2 separate regions of the Mus musculus genome follow, and region 2 is linked to region 1. Evidence: chromatin contacts called from public promoter capture Hi-C data. All regions are on one chromosome and are shown on one strand. The core of a region is the stretch at or near the end of the contact, and the rest is flanking DNA. Distances in the headings are between cores, read along the strand shown.

The links. Capture Hi-C pulls out chosen DNA fragments and counts their contacts.
Region 2: a contact with region 1 is called in a promoter capture Hi-C map of pancreatic islet. The contact joins the promoter of Alyref2 here to the promoter of Arhgap30 in region 1. A contact is called at or near these places in 11 of 39 promoter capture datasets (3T3-L1-derived adipocytes, cranial neural crest, embryonic stem cells and 7 more), 7 of 484 Hi-C or Micro-C datasets (CD4 T cells, Th1 cells, bone marrow-derived macrophages and 2 more), 15 of 115 datasets of contacts at active chromatin or transcription factors (the 230-238 cell line, the HPC-7 cell line, the SCID.adh cell line and 8 more) and 4 of 9 other capture datasets (adipose tissue, embryonic stem cells, liver and 1 more).

The regions. Positions count from the first base shown.
Region 1 is chr1:171,386,725-171,392,079 of GRCm38.p6, forward strand. Arhgap30 (Rho GTPase activating protein 30) reads left to right here and starts at 2,236. Exons shown (of 12, transcript NM_001005508.2): 1 at 2,236-2,639. The coding sequence starts at 2,543. It overlaps Nectin4 (nectin cell adhesion molecule 4), which reads left to right. Exons shown (of 9, transcript NM_027893.3): 9 at 1-1,563. The coding sequence ends at 81.
Region 2 is chr1:171,501,082-171,506,436 of GRCm38.p6, forward strand. Alyref2 (Aly/REF export factor 2) reads left to right here and starts at 2,397. Exons shown (of 1, transcript NM_019484.4): 1 at 2,397-3,669. The coding sequence starts at 2,576. The coding sequence ends at 3,232. LOC115487699 (a small nuclear RNA gene) reads right to left here and starts at 2,082; the gene lies at 1,967-2,082.

The DNA of each region.
Region 1 (5,355 bases), core at 986-3,485:
TTTGTGCAGGAAAATGGGACCCTGAGGGCCAAACCTACAGGCAATGGTATCTACATCAACGGGCGAGGGCACCTGGTCTGACCCAGGCCTGCCTCCCTCCCCGAGGCCTGGCTTCTTCTGCTTCCATGGGGGAACTTCGGCTCTTCTTAGGGGAAACCCCCTTAAATGCCTGCATTTCTTTAGGAAGATACTTCCCACCCTACTGACTGCTCTACTTTGACCTCCAATCCTTCTGTTCATCAGGAGAGCTCCACTGGTTGAGTGCCTCCCACCATTGTGTGTAGGTCATCCTCTGTGTGTGTGTGTGTGTGTGTGTGTGTGTGTGTGTGTGTGTGTGTGTGTGTGTCCGTGCTGTCACGTTAAGAGTCCAAGTGAATGATCTGTGTGCTACTGGATTTGTGGCTGTGTGCAGAGCATTCCTAGGGTGTGGTGTGTGAGTAGAGTGCCTTATGTGTGACCTCTGCCTGCAGAGGCAGGGATTTTCCTCAGACCCCAGAGCAGTATTAGCGATGCAGAGGTTAGAAGCGAGAGGTGGAGACTGTGGCCAGATCCAGGTGTGCGGGCACAGCTGGAGCTAGAATCTGACCTCCAAAGTGGGGGAGCTGTGTTCCCACCCCTTGGGAGCAAGTGAGAAGCAGACACCGCGGGGGTCTGCCAGAGGCCAGAACTGTTACAGAAGCCCTCTGCCCTCTGGTGGCCTGTGGGCCTGCTGCATGTACGTACCTTCTGTAAATTAAACTCCAAGGGAGCTAGCTTCCTGAGTTCTGCTTAGACTCCCTTAATAAGAGAAAAAGAAACTTTAAAAGCAGAGAAAGAAAGAAAGAAGAAACTTTATTGATGTGTGTGCATGTTCTTTACTGGGCTTGTTTAAGCCAGGCCAGGCCACATAGGCATTCAACCAAACTGTCTAGCAGACCACGGCAGGGATTAGTGCCTGTGGTTCTGGAAAGTTCTCTTCCTAGGATGCCTTCACCCACAGAGGTTCTGGGGAGGGGGCTGACAGCTGGAGGAGTCTGGAACCTGGGGTATGAGGTCTGAACACTGGATAAGAGACTAGGGATGGGGGGGCTTGGCTCCCATGGCCCCTCGAATCTTGTCCTCGCTGTGTCTACAGTGGTTTGTACCTTCACGGCGTTGGGACTTGTTGTCAAGGACTCCTGGTTCAGTTGTGTTGAGGGCAGAGGGTAGGTCGCGGGGAAGGTGGAAGTTCAGGTGAAGAGAAAGGGGTGTTGTGGGTGAGGGTGAGAACAGGCCCTTCCCCAGGGGTTTCTGAGTCATTAATCCGGGGCTCTCTGGCACTTTGTATGTGTGGAGCCTGGGGTAAGATGTTTGTTTTTCTTTAGCCTGCCCAAACTTACGCAGTCAGAATACTGGGATTTAGTATCCAACCCTTGTGTGGCCTGAAATCTGCTGGTCTAAAGGAGAAACTCTCATTTCATTCCCAAGCAGCCCAGGACTTATGGACCCCAAGGATCTGGGGTCTTAGTATGTATATTTCATGTAAATATATGTATATTTGTACATAAAATGATATTCTGTTTTTAAATAAACAGATAAAACCTTTTTTTGTCTGATTCCTGTCTTGCCCCTTGAACTGGGTAAGTCACAAGTGCTATGGACTGAGTCTCTATGTGATTCCCTCCCAGGGAAAGGGCCCAGATACAGCTAAGAAAGGAGCAAGTGGCTTTCAAAAGACATTGTAACCATTTCTGAGAGCCCTCAGGTAGGGCCGTGTGGACATAACCTCCTTTTGGGGAAGCCAGTGCCTTAGTTTCTAAAGTGGTTCTAATCTGACTGTACTGGAAACTTCCAGCAGCTGTGTGGGGTGGTCAGCCGTGTACCCTTTGACAGACAAAGAAACTGAAACTCAAAGTCACCTGGTCTGTGTCCTCATTTTCAAATGTACAGCGACTGGAGGCTCAGTGAAGTAATGTGACCTGACCAAGATGGCAGGGTCATCAAAGAATCCCCCACCCTGGGTATGTTCTTCGTGGTCCTTTCCTGCCGTGCTCACAGGCAAAGCCTCGGGTCTCTGTCCCACCTAGAGATTTCGGTCTCTAGAAATGGCAGCCACCTGCTCACACCCCAGGCACCCTTACTCCACCCCGAGATTCTGACATCACCTTCTGCTGTGACCAATGAATGGAGTCCCAGCAATGATGAGGATGTGAATGCCAGCTACCTCCCCCACCCGAGGCCTGTGGTTGCAAAGATGCTCTAACAGGAAGCGGGTTTGAGGAGCTGCACAGCTTCCTGCTCCCCCTCGAGCTGCACAGGACGAGAAGGGCTAGCGCTCAGCTTGGCCACGAGACACAGCTTCATGCCAGGGTTCTGGTAGCTTCCTCTTCCATATCTACTTCCGTGTGGCCCCAGGGGCCCCCCAGAGGCAAGCGCTGCTGTCCCTTGCCCAGGCCACCCTCCACCTCCAGTTTGGAGCCCTGCCCCCCCTGGGGCTGGGCCAAGCCCAACTACTGACTGGGATTCCATGGGGGACTGGTAGGTCAAAGGTCTTGGGGGACAGAGATCCCGGGGGGCCCTGGTCATGAAGTCTCGGCAGAAAGGAAAGAAGAAGGGCAGCTCTAAGGAACGGGTGTTTGGGTGTGACCTACGTGAGCATCTACAGCACTCGGGCCAGGAAGGTAAGGAGGTCAATTGGAACGGGGCAGCTGGGTGGCTGGATTGCCATGCAGACGCCAACCTTGTCTTCTCCGTTGGGCAGAATGAGCTCTTAGGGAACGGGCAGTGGCCCAGGATCACCACACCTGAGATCTAGGCAAAGGCAAGACAGGAAATGTGGCTCAGAGAAGAAGATGGAGAGGTGCCCTTCTGCGGTAGTTAGGGACCGGGTAGCTGAGAACTCGAGGATGGGAATGCCGAGGGAATGTGTCCCGGGGTGGGGTGGGGGATGAGATTTGGAAAATCTGGAGAGGTGGATGAATCAGATGAGAGAATGGAGACTGGGGACAGGGTGGAGGGAATGGAGGTCGGATGCCAGAAGAATGGCTGAAGGGATAGTTGGTGGAACACTAAGTGGAGATACAGGTAAGAAAGGGCCCAGCGAGTCTGAGGATAGAACTTGCGGAGGGGAGAGGAAGGCATTCTAACTGGAGAACAGCACCAAGGGACAAGGACCTAGCCCTTCTGCACCTTTGCTGGGCCACAGGAGTGGGGGCAGCAGGGAGGAGTGACACTCTTCTTTAAATTGCTTGCAAAGAAGAAACCCGTTGATGGTAGACTGCACCGGGAATGCGGGAAAAGTGAACCAGACTGCTTCAGCCCTGGTTTGAAGTGGGGAGTGGAAACTACAATAAAGAGGGGTGTGCACCCAGTCTGGAGCTCCCTCTGCAGTGGGCCTGGGAGCTCATCACTGTGTAGGACATGCAGTCACCACTCAGAACCAGGCCTTAATTTGTTCTGAAATTGATCAGTGCCGACCCGACTACACTGCCCAGCTTGTTTTCAGCACGCAGAGCAACTTAACAAAAAAAGGGGGCACAATTCTGCCCCCCTCCACTCCACCCCACCCCAATCTGTCATTTCCTCTTTGTCCCCCTTCTCTGGTTGCCTGCAGTGAAGGGAGGGTGGTGGTGGTTCCCAGCTCATTTCCTGCTCTTGGCCCCGCCCTTGTGTCCCCAGACACCTCCTTCCCCTTTTCTCCTCCATCAGAGGGCCCCAACCCTACCAGCCTCCATTAAGGGAAAGCCCAGGCCCTAAGAAATAGTTAAACAGATGAGGTAGGCTTTTCTGTGCCTTCTTCTCTGTGAGCAGGCCTGGCTCCTTTATAATTGTTCCACTCTAGACAATTAATCTTTCTTTTTTAAAGTTATTGCTCACCTTATTTAGGTATTTTGTGTACATACTGGGGAGGGGCACATTCGTTCCAGGGCAGGTGGGAGGTCAGAGGACAACTTGAGAGGATCAGTTTTCTTTTCCTAGCCTGTGGGTCCCAGAGGTGAACCTGGGGTCATCGGGTTTGACAGCAAGCACCTTTACCCACTGAACCATCTCACAGGTGATATTTATTTTTGTCCTGTGTAAGTGTGTGGCTGCATGTATCACGGGGCATGGGTGAAGGTCGGAGGGCACATTTTGGAAGCTTGTTCTCTCATCATGTGGGTCCCGGGGATTGAACTAAGGACTTCAGGATTGATCGCAGGCATCCTTTACCCTCTGACATGGATGATGAAAACATTTTTTTGAGATTTATTTACTTTTAACATATATATGATACATATATACATATATATATATATGAATTTTTTGCCTGCTTGAATGTCTGTGATGCACTGGTGTGACATGCCCATGGAGGATAGGAGAGGGTGTCAGATTCTCTTTGGAACTGGAGTTATAGACAATTGTTAGCTGTCGTGCGGGTGTTGGGAACTGAACCCAGGTCCTCTGGAACAATAGTCAGTTCTCTCTCTTTTTTTTTAATAGTCTGTTCTCTTACCTGTTGATCCATGTAGCCAGCACTAGACAAATGACTTTTGACAGAGAACCATATGACTTAATTGGGGATGATATTCTTTTTGTTGTTTGTTTGCTTGTTTTTCGAGGCAGGGTTTTTTCTGTGTAGCCCTGGCTGTCCTGGAACTCACTCTATAGACCAGGCTGGCCTCAAACTCAGCAATCTGCCTGCCTCTGCCTCCCAAGTGCTGGGATTAAAGACATGTGCCACCACTGCTGGGCGGGGATGATATTCTTGTAGCTCTGGGTTCTCAGTTCAACCTCCTTACGCTGGTTTTCCCCTTTCCTGTGATTCCCAGCACCAACTCTGTCTTGAAATGTAAGACCCATAGACAGCCAGACTCTACTTCTGTGATCCTTGGGCCCACCATTCCCTCTAGAGATCCGGGGATAATGAAAAGTGGCTGGGCTCCTGGTTGTAAGTGAACCTCAGAGCATGAGAGGACCACCTTCTGTCCCTCACCAGAACCTCACCCGAGTCCAAGGCTCCAGAGCTGAATGTTGGCTGCCAGAGCATCATAGAGGCTTCCCCTGAGTAAAACATCCCTGGTACAGACAGAGTTTGGATGAATTAAGCTGACTGATAACAGTTTCTCTCATTAGCCAAAGGCCCAGTAAGTGAATGAAGGCTCAGACCAGGCAGGTCATCTGCTTCCGGTGAACTGATATTCACAGATATATCATCTTGGTTTTCTCTATCTTTACATTCTCGTTCAACCTCAGACCTCTTCCCCAACTCTTTTTCCCCTAAATGGATCTTTTTCTTCCCCTAAGCCCTACTACACATGCTTGGATATCTTGTTTAGGTTTCTGATTTGCTGTAGGTCCTTTTTCCTTGACTCCATCCATATCCTTCTAGTCATTTTGACTCTATCACCCCAATCTTGT
Region 2 (5,355 bases), core at 1,147-3,646, 110 kb after region 1:
TCAAATTCCATTATTGTGGTGGGTTGAAGGAGAAATGTCCCTGGTGAGCTTGGGTGAGTGAACACTTGATCTCTAGTTAGTGGTGCTGGGTAGGGGACTGATACGGAACCTTTAGGTCTGACTGTGTTGGCAGAAGGATGTCGATTGGGGGGTGGTGGGCTCTGAGAGTTTATAGCCTTTCCTTGCTTCCGGTTTATTCTCTCTGCATTGTGTTTAAAGGTGAAGATGTGATCTGCTTTCTGCTCCATCCCCCTGTTGCTATGCCTCCCCCTACTGTTATGGATTCTCTCTCTGGGTTCCTAGCCAAAATGAACTTTTCTTTGGTTTTGTTATCACAGCAACAGGAAAGCAACTGATGCAATTATGAACACTCTTTTGTTCTCTGCTGGACATGTTCGGCTATCCATGGTATGTCCATCCTGTTTCTTTATTTTATTGTTTTCTTTAGGCAGGTATCCCAGGCTGGACCGTGAACTCCCTATACTCCCGCCCTCACCTATTGATGACACTGAGGATGATAAAGAAAAGTGGGAAAGTATCTTTGGAAACTTTCTTGCTTCAGTCATGGATAGCTTGGAGTGTTAAGGTGTCAGGCTATCCAATGGCCACTAGAGGCACCCAAACCGTTGGCTTTCAGGTCCTTTGTTTTGCAAAGCAGAGAAGGAATTTCCGAGAGGTTAGAAGGGAGATTTGTTATAGGGTTACAGGTGGGAGTTGTGGGAGCTCCTATCCAGCAGAAGTAGGCCCCAGGTGGGGCACTGTGGAGCGTTTATCCCAGGGAATTTTGTAGAAACAGAAGTGAGGCGTGAAGCAGGCAATGAACTGGTCAGTGCAGTAGCCCATCCAGGAGACATCCAAGAGCCTTTCCATGATTTCAAGTCTGTTCCAGGAAGAGAGAAAGTTCAACTTCCTTTCCAGTGTACTTTGGTGGGCAGAGCCAAAGATGCTTTGCCAAGCAGACCGAGGGCATTCTGTGTTTGAAGTTCCTGCCACTTTGTTACCTGTTCTTTTTTTTTTTTTTTAAGATTTATTTATTATTATATCTAAGTACACTGTAGCTGTCTTCAGACACACCAGAAGAGGGAGTCAGATCTCATTACGGATGGTTGTGAGCCACCATGTGGTTGCTGATTTGAACTTCGGACCTTCGGAAGAGCAGTCGGTGCTCTTAACCACTGAGCCATCTCTCCAGCCCCCTTGTTACCTGTTCTTATTACTGAGGTATTTTAGCTATAAGGAGACTGAGGTATTTCAAAGGGACAGTCTCTGTCCTTAAGGGAAAGGTCTTGGGTGGGAGAGTAGTTTTCATTTTTTTGGGGGGGGAGGGACTGGGGGGAGATGGGGAATTGCATCATAGTCTAGCCCCTCCCACAGCTCTGAGGGTAACCTGTCCCTTCTGCTCGAGTGGCTGCATTTATTTTTTAGAATGTATCTGCCTTTATTTGTATGAATATTTTGCCTGCGTATCTGAGCGTTGCTTGGCACTGATGGAAGTCAGAAGGGGGCGCTAGTTCTTCCTCAGCTACAGAGCTGGGTTAGCCATCTTGCTAGAAAATTGTACGTGCCTTAAGTCCATAACCACCTTGCACTTAAATAAAATATTAAAAATAATGGTTTATACATATGTTCACTGAGACCACAACATAACGCAGCTAGATAAAAAACAGCTTAATAAATAACATGTCTACAGACTTCCCACAAAAACTTAGTATTTGCTTTTAAAGGCTTATTTACTTTATCGGTTATGAGACACAACGCCATGCGACTGAGCCCTTTTAACCAATGAGCTGTCTCTTTAGCCTAAGCTCAAGCCATTTTTACCTTACAGTGGTTAACACTGAAGACAAGAAAATACATAGAGCACACAATAAAGACTGTTAATTCTAACTTTGGTTAACACTGAAGACAAAAAAATACATAGAGCACACAATAAAGACTGTTAATTCTAACTTTAAACATTATTAATAGCCTTGCTAAAGCAAGGCCTCAAAAAATTAGTGTAAGACTCAGAATTGTTCCTCTCCACGGAAATCTTTAGTAAAAGGCGAAAGATTTATACGATCTGAAGAGAAACCAGAGTATACCCAGCTGTCCTAGTGTACAGTTCTCGGCCGACTGTATTTCCTAGACAACTAATGGTGACTATTTACTCCTAAAGACACTGACTACTTTATTATATCAGATAAATCTTTGAAGGTTCTATCACATTAAGGAATAAAAGGAATAAAACAGAACAACGAAAACAACACGCTACCCTTTTAAATTATACAACCATCTGTGTGCACTGCATTGTGGGTATGCAAATATCGCGGAGAAGCCGCGTGGCCCGCTCGGTTTCCGGAAGTGCCTCGAATTTGTCCCAGATGTCTCTAGGCGCTGGGCGGCCACCAGGGGTCAGAGCGAAAGCCAGATTCACAAGCGCACAGACTTCCAATTTCCAAGTGTGATTTTGGTGCGCTTGTGATTCCAGCACCGGTCGGAGAGGCGGAGTCAAGGCGGGGGAATCATTGAATTTGAGTACTTTCTGGTCTGCACCGCGAGGGCCGGGCCAGTCAGGCCCGGATCCGCGCCCGCCATGGCCGACAAGATGGACATGTCTTTGGACGACATCATTAAGCTGAACCGTAACCAGCGCCGGGTGAATCGAGGCGGCGGGCCTAGGAGGAACCGGCCCGCCATCGCCCGCGGCGGCAGGAACCGGCCGGCACCGTACAGTAGACCGAAACCACTTCCGGACAAGTGGCAGCACGACCTATTCGACAGCGGCTGCGGGGGTGGGGAAGGCGTGGAGACCGGTGCCAAGCTGCTCGTGTCAAACCTGGACTTCGGGGTGTCAGATGCTGACATTCAGGAACTCTTTGCTGAATTTGGAACGTTGAAAAAAGCCGCTGTGGACTACGATCGCTCTGGACGAAGTTTAGGGACGGCGGATGTACACTTTGAACGGAGGGCAGATGCCCTGAAGGCTATGAAGCAGTACAAGGGCGTCCCTTTGGATGGCCGCCCTATGGACATCCAGCTTGTCACGTCACAGATCGATCCACAGCGAAGACCTGCACAAAGCGGAAACAGAGGCGGCATGACAAGGAGCCGTGGCTCTGGAGGCTTTGGTGGCCGCGGCAGCCAGGGAAGGGGTAGAGGCACTGGCAGGAACTCAAAGCAGCAGCAGCTTTCTGCAGAGGAGTTGGACGCACAGCTGGATGCTTACAATGCAAGGAGGGACACCAGCTAAACAACCGAACAAATCCGCACAAGAACCGGGACCCAGACGCCTCGTCTGTGATGCCTTAGAGGGAGGGTAGGCAACTGGACTGTGCAGACAATGGTGAATTTGGTTTTTTGTTTCTTTTTACTTCCTGTTTTAAAATAGGATCTAAAAACTCATGTAAAGTTTTTTTTTTTTTTTTTTTTTAAATTCTGAAACAGACCTGTTTTGTACTGAGTTATTTTTTGGGATAAGTTTTCCTGGGTGCTGTTGTGGAGAAGGTGGCATTTTCACCTTTGTCATAATAAAATAGAAATGTGTGTAGAACTGGAAAAATTAAAAAAGAAAAAGAAAAATTACAAATTACAATATGACTTTTATGGACAGAACACATGACTGACTAGCATGCATGAAGAAGTGGGTTTCATTCTCAGCTCCATCATGTAAGAATAAAACAAGAATTGAAAAAACCTTGCCTTTGATGCAGCTCAGTGGCAGAATGCCTACTCACCATGAGCAAGGAAGGCGGTGGGTTTAATTACATGGAAAGTCTTTTCTGTCTGGTAGGGGTGGTACCTACCTGACCTCTCAGCGTTGGTAAGGCTGAGACAGGAGTTTTAGTGAGATATGACTAATCTAAAATAAAATCAAAGGCAGGGGTGGTGGTGGTGGCGGCGGCTCATGCCTTTAATACTAGCTTCTAGGATATACAGGCTCCACAGAGAAACCTTGTTTCAAGCCCCTCTCCCCAAAACCCTGCCCCCCCAAACAACAACAAAACAAAAAACAAACACCAACTTTCTTTTTTTTTAACATAATATTTTTGTGAATTATTTGGGACTTTCACACTGTGTACCATGATCAAGCTCACTTCCCACTCCTCCCGTTGTATCTTTAATTTTCCAAATCTTATTATTATTATTTTATTTTATTTTTTTCCGAGACAGGGTTTCTCTGTGTAGCCCTGGCTGTCCTGGAACTCACTTTGTAGACCAGGCTGGCCTCGAACTTAGAAATCTGCCTGCCTCTGCCTCCCAAGTGCTGGGATTAAAGACGTGCGCCACCACAGCCCAGCCCAAATCTTATTTTTAATGATAGTTCTTAAACGCTTTAACCTCCCTTGTAGCCCACCACCCACCAAAGTGGTGGGAAAGAGAGGATACGGGGGAAGTGCACCTGTTTAGAAAGATTCTTTGGAGTAAACCCCCTCTGTGTTGTTTGGAAATCAGCAATTCAGTTCACTGGTCATTGAGCAGCACAGTTTGATCTACTTGCAAATACTTCACTGATACACCAGGGTTGTGGATAGCCATGGGGCTAATTATATTTGATGAGTTCGGCACTCAGGTGAACCTGCTTCCCACCTTAATTTGTAAAATAAAGGAGAACTGTTGATTGGGCAGATAAAGGGAAGGTGGAGCAGAAGGTTGGGAGAGAGAAGAAGGAGAAAATGGAGGAGGAAGAGGATGCAGAGGAGGAGGAGGAAGAAGAAGAAGTAATGGAGCAGAAGCACATGGCCTGGAGAAACCTCAAGTTCTAAGGAGTCTCATAGATGAGGAAGATGGTAGTGTAGTGGTAGATCTGCCCAATCTAGGCGCACTGCATGCAATCATATTAACTGAGTTGTGTTATTATAGCCGGGGCATATTTGGGTTGGAGATTTACTGTAACACACCAGCAGTCCAGTTCAGTAGAGTCAGCATAGCAAACAGGAATCAGCAGCAGTGGCCTACCTAGCAGAGACAGCCAGGCCTCAGCCTCAGCTCTAGTCATCAGGAGGAATGCCAGAAATTCTCAGCTGTGCCTCTCTCAGGGAATCGAAGATCAGAGAAAAGACCCACAAGTGTTGCACAGCTACCTCTATAAGCAAGCCAAGCTCAGCCTCTGTCACTGTCTGTTGAGTCCTATTTATAACCCTCCAAACGTCACATGTCCTCCACAGGTCTTGCCCTAGCACGCGCATCTGTCTCAGGTGACATCACTGCCAATCAGCCCAAGTCTGCAGAAGCAGCAAGAAACTGCAGCACACCACCAAAAGTGTTTTAGTGTGTTTCTCTCTATGGCGTCCTGATAAATGCAGCTCAGCTATGCAGTGTAAGGAGGACCTGTACATGCATGTTGTTAGCAAAGAGTCCTTCATCACGCGCCCT